Regions from separate parts of the Oryza sativa genome. Here region 1 is linked to region 2. The links are chromatin contacts, called in public ChIA-PET maps. All regions are on one chromosome and are shown on one strand. The core of a region is the stretch at or near the end of the contact, and the rest is flanking DNA. Distances in the headings are between cores, read along the strand shown.

Region 1 (3,120 bases), core at 202-2,701, 58 kb before region 2:
TCATACAGATATCAAAATCTTTTGTTTGAGCAGAGAGCACACTTCATAACTTTGTAGGCCAAATGATTTTTGATATTTCCATCAGAGCATGTAACTACCACTGTCCACACAATCAATTAATTCGTACAACTGATAATGCCAAACAGAAATGGCTCATTCCGTAACACCGTTATTTCTGATATTTCCTGTTACACCATACTGTTATGCTAGCATTCAAAATGAAACCAGAAATGTAGATGTAAGGCAGTGTCATACATTAGAAAGGATAGTTTTACTTTGTCTGGGAATCAAAAGATAATCAGAACCAATATAGCTAAGATTATTTCTGAGATGCAGCTTTAGCAGCTGAACACGAGCAAGGAGAACTCTTCAGAGGTAGCAATCAAATCATTTGCCCATTTCCCAGACAATGGCACTGTCCTCTGCATCAGCAAGTAAGAAGAGTAAGTATATGTACAAAAATATACAGGCAACAAACAAAAAGGTGTTACATGCTTTCAATTGTTCAACCCAACATTATCCAAGACAAAAGAAGAGTAATGCTTTCAATTGTATAATACAACATCATAAGTTTTCAAGAAAACAGTTACTTTGCAAGAACGTAAGTTGAAGAGCACTGCTACACGTACTAATTTTTTCTTACTAAATTTGTACTAACAATCATATCAACCGTTTGATTTAAGCAGATGGAAGTTATAAAAAATCTAGATGGACTCATAGCATGACATGTCAGTGTTAGTAAAAATTTAGTAAGAAAAAGTTAGTACGTATAGACTTTTCCTAAGTTGAATGGCCCCTCCTGCTACCAAATAAAACAAGAATGCACCTTTGATCTTTTTGTTTATCCAAACCTCAAGCAGCATCCCTGCGCCAACTCCAGCAGCACACGCAGCGCCATAGATTGCCAATGCAGAAGGCAAAGATCGCCGAGGCAGAAAATAGCATTCAGGAACTTGTCTGATTTTCTTCGGGAGACGCTTTTTAACAACTGGTTGGCTTGGGTCGGTGCTCACCGAACCACCAACTGTTTTCCAGTCCACATTCTTCAGCATATCTTTTGTGTCCTCACTGCCCATCCTGAAAACGCCTGTATGCATCAATGTTAATCAGAACCAAGCTCCAAACACTATCTGAGAAAGTGAGTGGCAGCTCCAAACACCACGTCCCACTAGGCCCGAAAACCTTAATCCGCGAATGTCTGAACGCGGCAATGGGGGTTTGGGTTTAGGGTTTCCGGGGGAGAGGAAGTGGGGGATGGATTCCATGGTCTTAGAGGGATGGCCTGGGAGGCAGAGGACCGGCGGCGGCGGCGGCGGAGGGGCGGGGCGAGGGGATGTGGAGGAGGAGGAGGAGGAGGAGGCGCGGAGCTGACCTGGATCGCCTCACCGTCGGGGAGGTCGAGCTCGTCGGCGTCGTCAGGAAGGTCGCCAGCGTTGTTGCGTTTTTTTCTCGCTGTGTGGCGTTGGAGAAGCGAGAGAGAAAGAGAGAGGAGGAATGTGGGCCGTGGGCCTGGGCCGTCTCAGCAGCAGCGCTGACAAACTGTAACAAAGAAGGCATAAGTTCACTTTAGGTCCCTTTATTTGTCTCTTAGTCCGATTTTCGTCCCTGCAGCACAAAACCAGATACAACGCATCCCCAACTTATAAAACCCGTGCAAATAAGGTCCCTCGGCAGTATAGTCCCTGGTTTCGTTTGACGTGGCAAAAAAAAAAAAACTAGGACCCACGTGTAAGTGACTGTTCGACTAAAAATAAACTATTTATAGTGGGACCCACGTCTCCTCCCCAATCTCGCTGTCTCTTGCCGTCTCCTCCTTCTCCCAATGCGGCGACCCAGCGGCGGGATCCATGCGGCGGCGGCCAACCTGGCGGCGGGACGATGAGCAGTGGCCGGCGGGGAAAAGGGGCAGAGCGCGCCGACTTGGAGACGCTTCGGCGACATCGTCCACCTCGACACGAGCGGTGGACGCGGCGGATACTCCTCTTCCTCCTCCCCTCTCTTGGTCACTGGCCAGTGGTCACCGCTCGCCGGAGAGGAAGACAAACTTGTGGTGGTCGTCGGCCGATTGGCAATCATTCGGCAACGACGACCGATGCTGGTTCAGCCGCCGAACGCCGACGCCCAGCACACTGACATCCCCGACGGCCGCTCCTTCCTCGGCGTCCCCCGCTACTACCGCCACAGCCTCACCGTCCTCCAGAGAGCCGTCCGCTCCTGGAATGCCCACAACCACAAGCATCCAATGACGGCGGCGGTGGCGCCGTCCGCTTTTGTGTCAACTTCGGTGACATCGTCGACGGCTTCTGCCCCAAGGACAGGTCGCTGCTGGCCGTCCAGGCCGTCGTCGCCGAGTTTGACCGCTTCCTCGACGCGTACGACTTCAACGCCGTGGGATGGTCGCGCGACCACCCGATGGCCGCGGCAGCGGGGAGATTCTTGGACAAGAGGAACCCGAACACGGACAAGAACAACCCGAGCGGCCTTGCCGGCGTGGCCAGGCGGTTCGTGATGTTCAACGGTGCCGTCTGTGAGGCGCAGCTGCGGTGGCTCGACGGCGTGCTGCGGGGTCGGTGCTGTGGCGGGAAACTGCGGTGGTGTGCAGGCACCTGCCGCTACACCTCGGCGCGGCATCACTGTCAGGGCTGATGTGGAACTATGAGGGGGTGATGCGCGTGGTGCACCGGTACGGCCGCCGCTCCGCCCACGTTCCGCCGCCGCTCCGGCCGCCGCCCGCCCCGCTTCGCCCCTCTCTTCCTCCATCCCTCTGCTCTGCCGCCGCTCCGGCCGCCGCCCACCACGCTCCGCCGGCTGGAGAAAGAGAAGAGGGAGAGAGAGAGAGAGGGGATAGAGAGTAGTGAGGATGACGTGTGGGCCCACGTGGGTCACACCATTTTTTATTACGATTTTGCTATCGATTTTGCTATATCTCACTCGAAAGATTTTTTCTTATCTCTCACTCGATTTTCTTACTCAAATTTACAGTGCATTTTCTTGTAAGTTACAGTGTAATTTATGAAACTTACACTGTAACTTTTGTAAGTTACACTGTAATTTTTGAATCTTCGCATGTAAATTTTAAATTTTGTATTGGATTTGGTCTTTTTATTGAGGATATGGTAA
Region 2 (3,323 bases), core at 42-2,541:
GAGTGTTGTCATCTCATTAACATCATCATCGATATTGACATATACAACTTTGACCCACGTTTTTTATTGAATATCCATGTTTTGGTCATACATACTTTATTATTGACTGGACAGATCCACCGGTTGTTGACCTTGAACCACTGGCAATGGAAAATTCTATTATTGATGACATTAATGTTGTCTTTATCAATGAGGCAACGACCAAGGCTATCCTAATGAGGATGATGTTAGCCACAAAATTGATACAAAAATTCTAAACAATAAACAACATGTGTAACCAAGAGATTGATGCTCATGGATCGTAGCTTCATTTGCGGCCAGAATCAACACCGAGCATCAGGAGTGAATTGGTGGATGGTTTTCATTTCCTTTAAAAATTAAAAATAATTTATTCATCGTAGAGAGGATGGCCAAAGGCTTTTCACTCTCTTTTTGTTTGTGGAGTGGCATAACAAACTAAGTTGGGTTAACCAGTATAGCTTAATCGATAAAACCATAATAAATCAGTTTTAAGTTTGTGGTTTCCTTGTTTGCATTTATTATAAGGCTATCAATTTGTACTTATGTGCATGTAGTTTATGTGTATGTAGTATACCGCACAAACTCAGAAGATAAATCAAAATTCAACATGTAAACAAAGTTGGAGAACAAAGGAGGTGATGCTTGAATTTATGTAAAGAACACGGCCGTGTTCTTTTCTCCAACAAAAGTTGGATTAAATTTTGGATACTCGGGGCACATTTTTCAAACTGCTAAACGGTGTGTTTAGTGCGAAAGTTTTCTATATAAAAGTTGTTCTAAAATATTATATTAATCTATTTTTAAAGTTTGGAATAATTAAAACTCAATTAATCACAGGTTATTATAACCTCGTTTTGCGTGAAACACTTAATCTTCGTCTTCAGGACATTCAAACACCACCTAAATATAGAGTTTGGGTAATAAACAGAATCTTGTGTGAAAAAAAATGTGTAAAGAAACACTTTCAAAGGAGTTTGTGCGAAAAGGAAAAAAAGAAAACCCATTCCCTTCTCACGCAAGAAATAGCTACAGTACCATCACCACTAGGCTGCTACTGCTAGTGCTAGCCAGCGTCGTCCTCCTACTACTCGTGAGGCGAGAGGGCACGTGACGCGGTGGGGCCCACCTGCCAGCCAACCCAGCAGCAGCAGCAGCAGCAGCAGCAGATGGCAGCGACCGTCACGACGACCGCGCATTGAATGCGGGAGGGAGACGCGTCTACTCTTTCCGTTTCGCCCCCTCCTCCCCCCTCCCCCCCCCCCCCCCCTTCGCTTTCCTTTCCTTTCCTTTCCCTTCTCTGCCACTTTCCCCTTGGCGCCTACTCCACCACCGTTTCTCCGCCTCCTTGTCCCACTCACGCGGAGAGGAGAGGAGAAAGCCACGCGACTCGAGGCGACCGTACGGCGGCCGCGACGAGGAGGAGGAGGAGCAAGCCACGCCGAGATTTTGGTGGGGAGGGAAGAGGAGGCGGGCCTCCAATTTCGCCTCCGATTCTGTCTCCGATCGCCGGTCGCGGGAGGAGCGGCGGCGGGGGGAGGGCGGAGAGGTTTGGGGTGGTGGTGGTGATGGAGCCGTACGCGGCGGCGGAGGGGGGAGGAGGAGGAGGAGGTGGAGGCAGCACCGACACCGGGCTCGAAGGTACGGAAGCGGAATTCCCGACCAAACCCCGTGCCCTTGCGGTTTTGGTTGGGGTTTGGGTTTGGGGGGGTGCTAGGGTTTTGGATCTTCGTGTGCTCGAGCTCGAATGTGTGCGGCGTTGTGAGGTTTTTGTGCTTGTTTGCTGCAGAGTCGATGTGGAGGATGGGGCTGGGCGGCGGCGGGGGTGGCGGAGGGGAGGCGGTGGCGGCAGGGAGGCTGCCGGAGCGGCCGGGGGAGGCGGACTGCGTCTACTACCTCCGCACGGGGGCTTGCGGCTACGGGGAGAACTGCCGCTACAACCACCCGCGCGATCGCGCCGCCGCAGCAGTGGTGAGCACCAATTCCCCCTCTCGCTGCTCTACTCCTCTTTTTTTTTTTTTCACCTCCTGACTTTAGCTACGGTGACAATGACCGCCCTATTGGATTACGTCCGGTTGATTTTGAGGTGGGGGGCTTCAAGCTGAAACCTCTCGCCGAGAATTAATTCTACTTATGGCCTGTGGGATCTTATCTTGTGAGCATAGAAGTGAAAGTTGATTGCGCCTTTGCTGGTAGCGATGGTTTGCTTGATTAGTTTGGTGTCTCGGTCTTATGGTTGATGTGGACAATTCTGAGCTCCACATGCAGGCCTAGCCACTTGTCTGGTCCTTTTTTTTTCTGTTGGCAAACGCTTCCCCTTTTCTTTTTTAATCTATGTTTTGCTTATGGATCAAGTAGATGGACCATGTGCTTTGAACTGGTGGTAAAGATTAGAGCCTTAGGTAGAGTGTAATGATTGTGAATTCATGACAATGGATTGAAATCGAGGTATTTTATCCTGCTTTTGATTTAAACATTCATATTGTTATTTGTTTATTAGTTAAATGGAGGTGGGAAGACCACACATTCGGCAGAGTATCCAGAACGGCCGGGGCAACCAGTTTGTGAGGTAATTTATCTGATTCTCATTTTGTGCAAGCTCTCACTCATATGATCATATCAAACCCAAAAAAATGTGCCTATAGAAGTGGGCAACCTATTTAGGCTACAGATGATTTTTTTTTTTGTGTGTGTCATGTGCTGGATACTCTTCGGGTTAACATTTTGTGATAAAAAATGCAGTACTATATGAAGAATGGAACTTGTAAGTTTGGCTCTAATTGCAAGTATGATCACCCAAGGGAAGGCTCTGTGCAAGCAGTCATGTTAAATTCCAGTGGATACCCTCTACGCTCAGTGAGATAATTCATTCGATCAATTCTTATTAAAGTAGTGGCCTGCCTTTTTCATTTTCTGATGAAATTTCTTATGTGCAGGGTGAGAAAGATTGTACCTACTATGTCAAAACTGGCCATTGCAAATTTGGATCTACATGTAAATTCCATCACCCAGAAATTGGTGGAGTTTCAGAGACACCTAACATGTATCCACCAGTTCAGCCTCAGCCTATCTCTTCCTCTCATCCATATCAACATCTTGCTGGCTGGCAAATGGGGAGGCCTCCTGTTTTGCCAGGATCATTTTTATCAGGCTCATATCCACCAATGATGCTTCCGTCCACAGTCGTACCAATGCAGGGATGGAACCCTTACATTGTAAGTTTGTCATCATTTTCTTCTTTGTACCACATGTAGTGGATCATCGAGCAAGGGTGTTATTATTATCTCTACTACTTTAAAAGCACA

Evidence for each region. ChIA-PET counts read pairs in DNA pulled down with a chosen protein or histone mark.
Region 1: an RNA polymerase II ChIA-PET map of leaf shows a contact between it and region 2, with 6 times the contacts expected there. The contact joins the promoter of LOC136356732 here to the promoter of LOC4326230 in region 2. A contact is called at or near these places in 2 of 15 Hi-C or Micro-C datasets (leaf and an unstated tissue) and 2 of 4 datasets of contacts at active chromatin or transcription factors (leaf and seedling).

The regions. Positions count from the first base shown.
Region 1 is chr1:8,667,258-8,670,377 of ASM3414082v1, reverse strand. LOC136356732 reads right to left here and starts at 1,451. Exons shown (of 3, transcript XM_066310988.1): 1 at 1,373-1,451; 2 at 827-1,087; 3 at 51-422. The coding sequence starts at 1,076. The coding sequence ends at 388. It also overlaps the pseudogene LOC107278753.
Region 2 is chr1:8,609,276-8,612,598 of ASM3414082v1, reverse strand. It overlaps LOC4326230 (zinc finger CCCH domain-containing protein 5-like), which reads left to right and starts at 1,291. Exons shown (of 7, transcript NM_001401637.1): 1 at 1,291-1,659; 2 at 1,808-1,989; 3 at 2,519-2,587; 4 at 2,761-2,874; 5 at 2,955-3,233. The coding sequence starts at 1,587.